2 separate regions of the Oryctolagus cuniculus genome follow, and region 1 is linked to region 2. Evidence: chromatin contacts called from public Micro-C data. All regions are on one chromosome and are shown on one strand. The core of a region is the stretch at or near the end of the contact, and the rest is flanking DNA. Distances in the headings are between cores, read along the strand shown. Region 1 holds the start of MOK (MOK protein kinase). Region 2 overlaps LOC100338442 (EEF1A lysine methyltransferase 1).

The links. A called contact is a pair of places that touch in the nucleus more often than the background predicts.
Region 1: a contact with region 2 is called in a Micro-C map of ear pinna, with 3 times the contacts expected there. The contact joins the promoter of MOK here to the enhancer-like site in region 2. A contact is called at or near these places in 2 of 6 Hi-C or Micro-C datasets (ear pinna and skin fibroblasts).

Annotation. Positions count from the first base shown.
Region 1 is chr20:45,502,644-45,506,076 of mOryCun1.1, forward strand. MOK (MOK protein kinase) reads right to left here and starts at 1,918. Exons shown (of 10, transcript XM_051834902.2): 1 at 1,712-1,918; 2 at 190-308. The coding sequence starts at 1,742.
Region 2 is chr20:45,365,674-45,369,412 of mOryCun1.1, forward strand. It overlaps LOC100338442 (EEF1A lysine methyltransferase 1), which reads right to left. Exons shown (of 3, transcript XR_011384983.1): 2 at 2,802-2,892; 3 at 2,269-2,724. Among named protein-coding and RNA genes, the nearest start is that of HSP90AA1, 8.3 kb to the left of the region's middle. Within about 2 kb of position 2,123, at least 2 of the 8 cell types and tissues checked have an H3K27ac peak or open chromatin away from gene starts, as enhancers often do. A contact at or near this core is called in ear pinna, where this site is marked.

The DNA of each region.
Region 1 (3,433 bases), core at 668-3,167, 140 kb after region 2:
AACTTACGTTTCTGTGTCCGTTAATCACTGTTACTATGGTAAACTCACTCATGAGAAAACTCCAGTACGAGAAACACAGTGTTAGCCCACATGCCTACTGCCCACAGAGTCTGCCTGTGTCCCACAGCCATCAGGCGAACACCAGGCTCCCACCCACACGAAGGCACCTTGGGATCCAAGCGCGACCACCTGCCTTTCGAAGTGCTGCCTCATCCGCTTGCAGGCGTAGTAGTTTCCATCCCTCAGGTTCTGCAGCTTCACGACTTCGGAAAACGTCCCTTCGCCTAGTTTCCCAACCGCTCTGTAGTCTAGGAGCAAGAACAGGATGTCGCGTGCGTACGTTTGTATTCACTTCTGAAGAGACCATCGCACAGCAGTTCACCGCGGAACAGCCCTTCCGCTGTCCAAGGCTCAGAGCCCCTCTGCTCAGGAGCGGCTGGCTGTGCTGGCGACAGCGCTACCTCCTCCCTGTCCAGCTCTTCATGTACGGCAGGCGCCACACCACCAAGCCCCGACCTCCACTCCAGACTCGAAAGCAGAGGCCCGCGAGGGCCAGGACTGTTCTGGCAGGAGTGGGCGGGGCGGCGGCAGGCTCCAGCAGCCTCCCAGCTTTCTCCTGAAACTTACTCTCCCTGTCATTTTTATGTTCAAACATTTTTAAAAAATATTTTATTTATTTGAAAGGCAGACAGGGCCAGCGGCATGGCGTAGTGGGCTATACCCCCTGCCTGCGGCGCTAGCATCTCATATGGGCACCAGTTCAGGTCCCAGCTGCTCCACTTCCGATCCAGCTCTCTGCTGTGGCCTGGGAAAGCAGGAGAAGACGGCCGGAGTCCTTGGGCCCCCGCATGGGAGACCTGGATGAGGTCCCAGCTCTTGGCCTTGGCCTGGCTCAGCCCAGCTACTGCACAAATCTGGGAAGTAAACCAGTGGATGAGAGCTCTGTTCTCTGTATCTCTGCCTTCCAGACAAAGAACAAAGGGAGTGACAGACACACACACAGGACTGGTAAGAGTGGTCGCCTCTAAACAGGGGCGTGAGGGTCTAAGGGGCAGCGGTGAATGATCCAATCCAATCGAGTTTCACCAAACCGCAGTGCGTCGACACAGCACTCTACAACAGACACAACATGCCATCTGACATATTCCTGACGAAAATAAGCTAAAGCAGGGGCCAGCCTCCCGCAGTGCTGGCATCCCGTATGGTCGCTGGTTCGAGTCCCGGCTGCTCTCTGCTGTGGCCTGGGAAAGCAGTGGAGGATGGCCAAGTGCTTGGGCCCTGCACCCGCGTGGGAGACACGGAACAAGCTCCTGGCTCCTGGCTCCTGCATGGCCCAGCCTTGCCTTTTGCAGCCGTTTGGGAAATGAACCAGCGGATGGAAGATCTTTCTCTCTGTAACTCTGCCTTTCAAATAAGTAAAATAAATCTTCATCCAAAAAAAATAAAATACTGTCGAACTTTCAAACAAGACTCCCATCACTAAAAAAACTAACAAAAAAGCGCAACTCCCAAAGTGCCAACGTACTCACTCGCACCCCAATATCCGGCGGGGGCCTCGGGCTCCCGCAGCCGCGAGCCCCCGGGGGATGACGGCCTCTCAGCCGACCGGCTGGGGCCTCGGCCGGCGCCCCTCGCCCACCCGGCACAGGGTGCCGGGGTCCGGCCGCGCACCCTCTCCGGTTCCTTCCCCGCCCACCCCGACCCCACTCACCCTTCATGCCGGATGCGGATGCCAGGTACATCCCCTCACGGGAAGGACAGGAAGGGTAGCACGCTTCCACGCTCCAGAGGCCGGATCCTGCCTCAGCACCACGACCGCCGCGGTGCTCCCCCTCTGGAGAGCGTTAGGACCCCGCCGCCATGTTGTATCCCCGTCACCCTAGCAACCGTCGCTCGGCGCGCCCCCGTGCGGCGCCCCGCGCGTGCGCAGGACTGCGCCGCTCGAGCGCGCGTGCGCGGTGCGGCCCGCCCGCGGCTTGGTTGCTAAGCAACCTCCCGCGCCGCCCTAGTTTCAAAAACAAGACCCGGCTTTCGTGAGTAAATAAAGGCGTGCAGGTCGCTGTCTTGGGCCGGAGTCGGACGCGAGCGCCCCCTGTGGGTGCACGAGCTGCGCGCGCTCACGGGCGTAGCCGGGGCTTGGCCTGGCTTGGGGTGCACCTGGGGCAGGGAGTGGAACACGGGATCGAGTCAGTCTTCCGCCAGCTCCCGCCAGGGACGCCGCCGTGACCCGGCCGTCTGCAGCGCCGTGCTCGGGGTGCTGCTGCACCTGGAGCCTCGCTTGTCCAACCACGTGCACAGCCGCTTGACCTCGGACCTACAAAACCGGTCCTTGGCTGTTCATCCCGTATCCTCGCCTTAGTTTTCCCCGTTTTCCGGTATCAGTGGATTGAGCCCGGACGGCGGTGTTTAGCAGACAATCTGTTTCCTGCTGCTGATCATCTTAATTAATGTTCCTGTGACCGGGACGCAGGCGGAAGTTAGAAAAATCAGGAATCGAAATTCAGTTCATTTTAGAAAATCCTGAGCACCTCACAGAGAAAACCGAGCTTGAACGGAGCACACGGAGCCATTCAAATTACCGTGAAAACGGGAGCTGAGGAACACTCTACATGGGCGGGTGCAGATGTAGGTTCTGCAGCTGCCACCCATAGGAGCCAGGGTTCAAGGTCCAGCCGCTGGACTTCTGATCCCAGCCCTGCTAGTGCACCTGGGAAAGCAGCAGGGGATGACCCAAGTCTTTGTGCCCCTGCACACACGTAGGAGACCCAAGTTGAGTTCTGGGCCCTGGCTTCAGCCTGGCGGAGCCCTGACTGTGTGTATGTGGGGAGTCAATCAGCAAATGCAAGATCTCTCCCCCTCCCCTCCTCTCCCCTCCCTTCTCTCTCCCTTTCTAATAAAAAGACGAGGGGGAAAGTAATAGGGAAAAGACCCCCAGTGGGTGACCCCAGCCAGTCATTATACTACTGCCATCTTGTTTCTGTAAAGTGGCTCCACAGTGAACGTTCAGTGAGCTCTGGATGCGGGACTGCGGCTGGTCAGGGCCCAGGCACTCCATCTGGCCCCCAGGTGGGTGCAGGCGCCCGGGCACTCGGGCCATCTTTGGCTGCCTTCCCAGGTGAATTAGCAGGGAGCGCCATCAGAAGTGGAGCAGCCGGGACTAGAACCAGCACTTATGCGGGATGTCACCAGTGGGTTAATCCTCTGTGCCACAATGCCAGGTCCGCGGCGCTTTAAGGAAAGACATTTAAAAACATTCCCGGAGGGGACAGCGCTGTGGCATCATAGGCTGAGCCTCCACTGTGGTGCCAGCATCCTGTACGGGCCCCAGTTCGAGTCCCGGCTGCCCCTCTTCTGACCCAGCTCTCTGCTGTGGCCTGGGAAAGCAGTGGAAGATGCCCAAGTGCTTGGGCCCACGTGGGTGACCCGGAGGAAG
Region 2 (3,739 bases), core at 873-3,372:
TGCACAGCCCCAGGTGAGGCACAGGGAGACGGGGGGGGGGACAGTGTGCACAGCCCCAGGTGAGGCACAGGGAGACGGGGGTGGGGGGGAACAGTGTGCACAGCCCCGGGTGAGGCACAGGGAGACGGGGGGGGGGGGGACAGTGTGCACAGCCCCAGGTGAGGCACAGGGAGACGGGGGGGGGGACAGTGTGCACAGCCCCGGGCGAGGCACAGGGAGACGGGGGGGGGGCAGTGTGCACAGCCCTGGGTGAGGCACAGGGAGACGGGGGGGCAGTGTGCACAGCCCCAGGTGAGGCACAGGGAGACGGGGGGGGGCAGTGTGCACAGCCCCAGGTGAGGCACAGGGAGACGGGGGGGGGCAGTGTGCACAGCCCCAGGTGAGGCACAGGGAGATGGGGGGGACAGTGTGCACAGCCCCGGGCGAGGCACAGGGAGACCGGGGGTGGGGGGGGGCAGTGTGCACAGCCCCAGGTGAGGCACAGGGAGACGGGGGGGGGGGACAGTGTGCACAGCCCCGGGTGAGGCACAGGGAGACGGGGGGGGGGACAGTGTGCACAGCCCCGGGTGAGGCACAGGGAGACGGGGGGGGGACAGTGTGCACAGCCCCGGGTGAGGCACAGGGAGACGGGGGGGGGGACAGTGTGCACAGCCCCGGGTGAGGCACAGGGAGACGGGGGGGGACAGTGTGCACAGCCCCGGGTGAGGCACAGGGAGACGGGGGGGGACAGTGTGCACAGCCCCGGGTGAGGCACAGGGAGACGGGGGGGGCAGTGTGCACAGCCCTGGGTGAGGCACAGGGAGACGGGGGGGGGGGACAGTGTGCACAGCCCCGGGTGAGGCACAGGGAGATGGGGGGGACAGTGTGCACAGCCCCGGGCGAGGCACAGGGAGACGGGGGGGGGCAGTGTGCACAGCCCCAGGTGAGGCACAGGGAGACGGGGGGGGACAGTGTGCACAGCCCCGGGTGAGGCACAGGGAGACGGGGGGGGGGGGCAGTGTGCACAGCCCCAGGTGAGGCACAGGGAGACGGGGGGGGGGGGCAGTGTGCACAGCCCCAGGTGAGGCACAGGGAGATGGGGGGGACAGTGTGCACAGCCCCGGGCGAGGCACAGGGAGACCGGGGGTGGGGGGGGGCAGTGTGCACAGCCCCGGGCGAGGCACAGGGAGACCGGGGGTGGGGTGGGGGGGCAGTGTGCACAGCCCCGGGTGAGGCACAGGGAGACCGGGGGTGGGGTGGGGGGGCAGTGTGCACAGCCCCGGGCGAGGCACAGGGAGACCGGGGGTGGGGTGGGGGGGCAGTGTGCACAGCCCCGGGTGAGGCACAGGGAGACGGGGGGGGGGGGGGGGGACAGTGTGCACAGCCCCGGGCGAGGCACGGGGAACTGGATGAGTCTCAGGCAGCATCTCTGGATCTCACACTCGCGGGGGCGGGACAGACAAGAAATGGGCCAACAGAAAGTGGGATGAGCCCGGGCAGGCCCTCGACCCGTCCTCCTGGATGTCAGCGTAAACGTCCGTCTTTCCCAGAGTGCCCTCATCCGCCTTGAGCTCCCCTTCAAACCTCTGAGTCATCCTGGACTCACCCCTTTCCTGCAGCCCCTCGTCCTGACAGCTGCTAAGGGGCTGGAGTTTTCCTATAAAACAGCCCTGCTCTGGAGGTTAGGGCCCCACCCAGATCCAGGCAGCCCAAGCTCCTTTTGAATTGATGGGTTCCAGTTCCTGTGTTTATCCACCCACTTCCCGGGGCTCCTGGAGCACTGGGCCAGCACTTCTACCTGAGCGTTGGAGCCCCAGGCCCCAGCTGCCCACTCATGCCAGCTCTGCCCGCTCTCTGCTGGGGCGTGGACCCACGTGCTCTCTGCCCACAGCCTGAGACACTGCAGACACCCACCCGTCACAGGGTCCCAGCTGGGTGCTCCAGGCACCGTCAGCGTGACCTGGACATTTAAGAAAATACAGAGAGAAACAGCCACGAAAGAGGAAGAACAGGCAGGAGAGGGTGGTGGTGGGTGGTGGGCTGCCCCTCCAACCACCTGCTGCGCTGTTTCCTGGGTATGCTGCGGCTCCCCCCACCCCCCACCCCGGCCCCCGCAGGAAGCCTGAGGACCCATCAAATGCACACACAACAGGGCCCATTGCCCCCAGATGCAACCTCCTTTCATTCATTCAGATCAGTACAGCAGCTCCAGAGCCTTGCTGGGCTGGCCTGCCTCCCCACACGCTTCCCTCTCCACTCAGCTCTGCCGCAAGCACACAGAACCCGGTGTGTACTCCTCTTTATTTATTTCATTTTTAAACACAGACATTTATTGGTTGGGGAAAGGGGAGCAGAATACATTAAGATTTGTTTATTTGAAAGGAAGAGTGACAGAGAGAGGTATCTTCCATCTGCTGGTTCACCCTCAAATGCCCACAACAAGCAGGGCTGGGCCAGGTCCCGCATGTTGGCTGCCTTCCAGGGCACATTAGCGAGAAGCTGGAGATGGGATTCCCCGGATCACACGCAGCAGCTCAACCCCAGTGCCACCCGGCAGGCCCCACCGTCTCTTCTCTTGCAATGCCTTTCTCTCCTCCAGGAACACTCGTCTGCTGATCCCCACTTGGAAACCAGCTCTAGATGCTTCCTCCACAGCTGGGATGAAATTAGTTTCCGTCTCTCTCTTGCCTTTATCCTACAAATCCGCCTCCTCCTCTGGCAGCACAGGGTGGGGATTGTGGCCTCCTGTGTGCAGGGTGAAGGGCTGGCCAGTGTTGGAACTGCACCAGGTGCTGGGAATCCCAAGGCGGAAAGGGACTGACCTTTGGCGCCATCTACTGGCCAGTGAGGGCTGTTTCAGGTCTCCAGCTGGAAATGGCTTTCGTGGTTGGGAGTCACACTGTTTTATTTCCCCTGAGCAGAATTAGGAAAGAGAATGATGACCATCATTAGAGCTTCACCCTGAAGCGTTCACAGCGACGTTTCCAGCCTTTCATTAGGTGGGAATGCGGCCGAACTTGAAAGGGAAGAAGACTGGAAGGTTAAAAGAAGCAAAATTCAAAGAATGGTGAGAAGTGGGGTTGTGTCCAGCCCTCCCTGCACTCCTTGGGGACTGCAGAGAAGTGGGCACAATGCCGGGTGGGTGCCATGGCTCTGCCCTCCACTGCTGCTCCATTTCTGTCTTGACCAACACAGATCCACCCAAACAGCCTCGTGATCTGCCAGTGGAAGAACAGGTCCCGCTGGCCCCTTGGGTGCCCAGAGGTGCTCTTACCCTCAGACACCCCCAGGCAGGGGTGGGGTAAGTGCTTCAGAAACAGAAAGTGGAAGAGGAATGAGCAGGTCCCTCTGCTTGGCTGGCCTGGGGGCTGACAGTTCCTTTCTGTCTAGTTTAAGCCAGGGGTCACCTGCCAACCCGGCCAGTCGGCCAGGGGCCAGATACCTGGGTGTGGACACCTTGCCATGAATGGGTCACCCTTTCAGTGCTGGCCCCGCTGTGGGTGCTCGGGCTGGGCCTCCTGGCCCTGTAATGCTTGATCCCGACAGCTCTGAACTCTCCTCCAAGCCCTGTTACAAGGGCTTGCCTTCCCCCCGTTCTGCTCACACCCCTTCGCGCCCACAGAACTCCTCCTTGGGAAATCGCCCACCCCTCCTGCAAAGAGCCGGATCAGCATAACGGATGGGAAGGGATATTTGCTTCTTTGTCCCTCTTTTGCTTCTCGGCTGACTCTGGGACAAGGTGTACAGAGGCGGTAGGGAT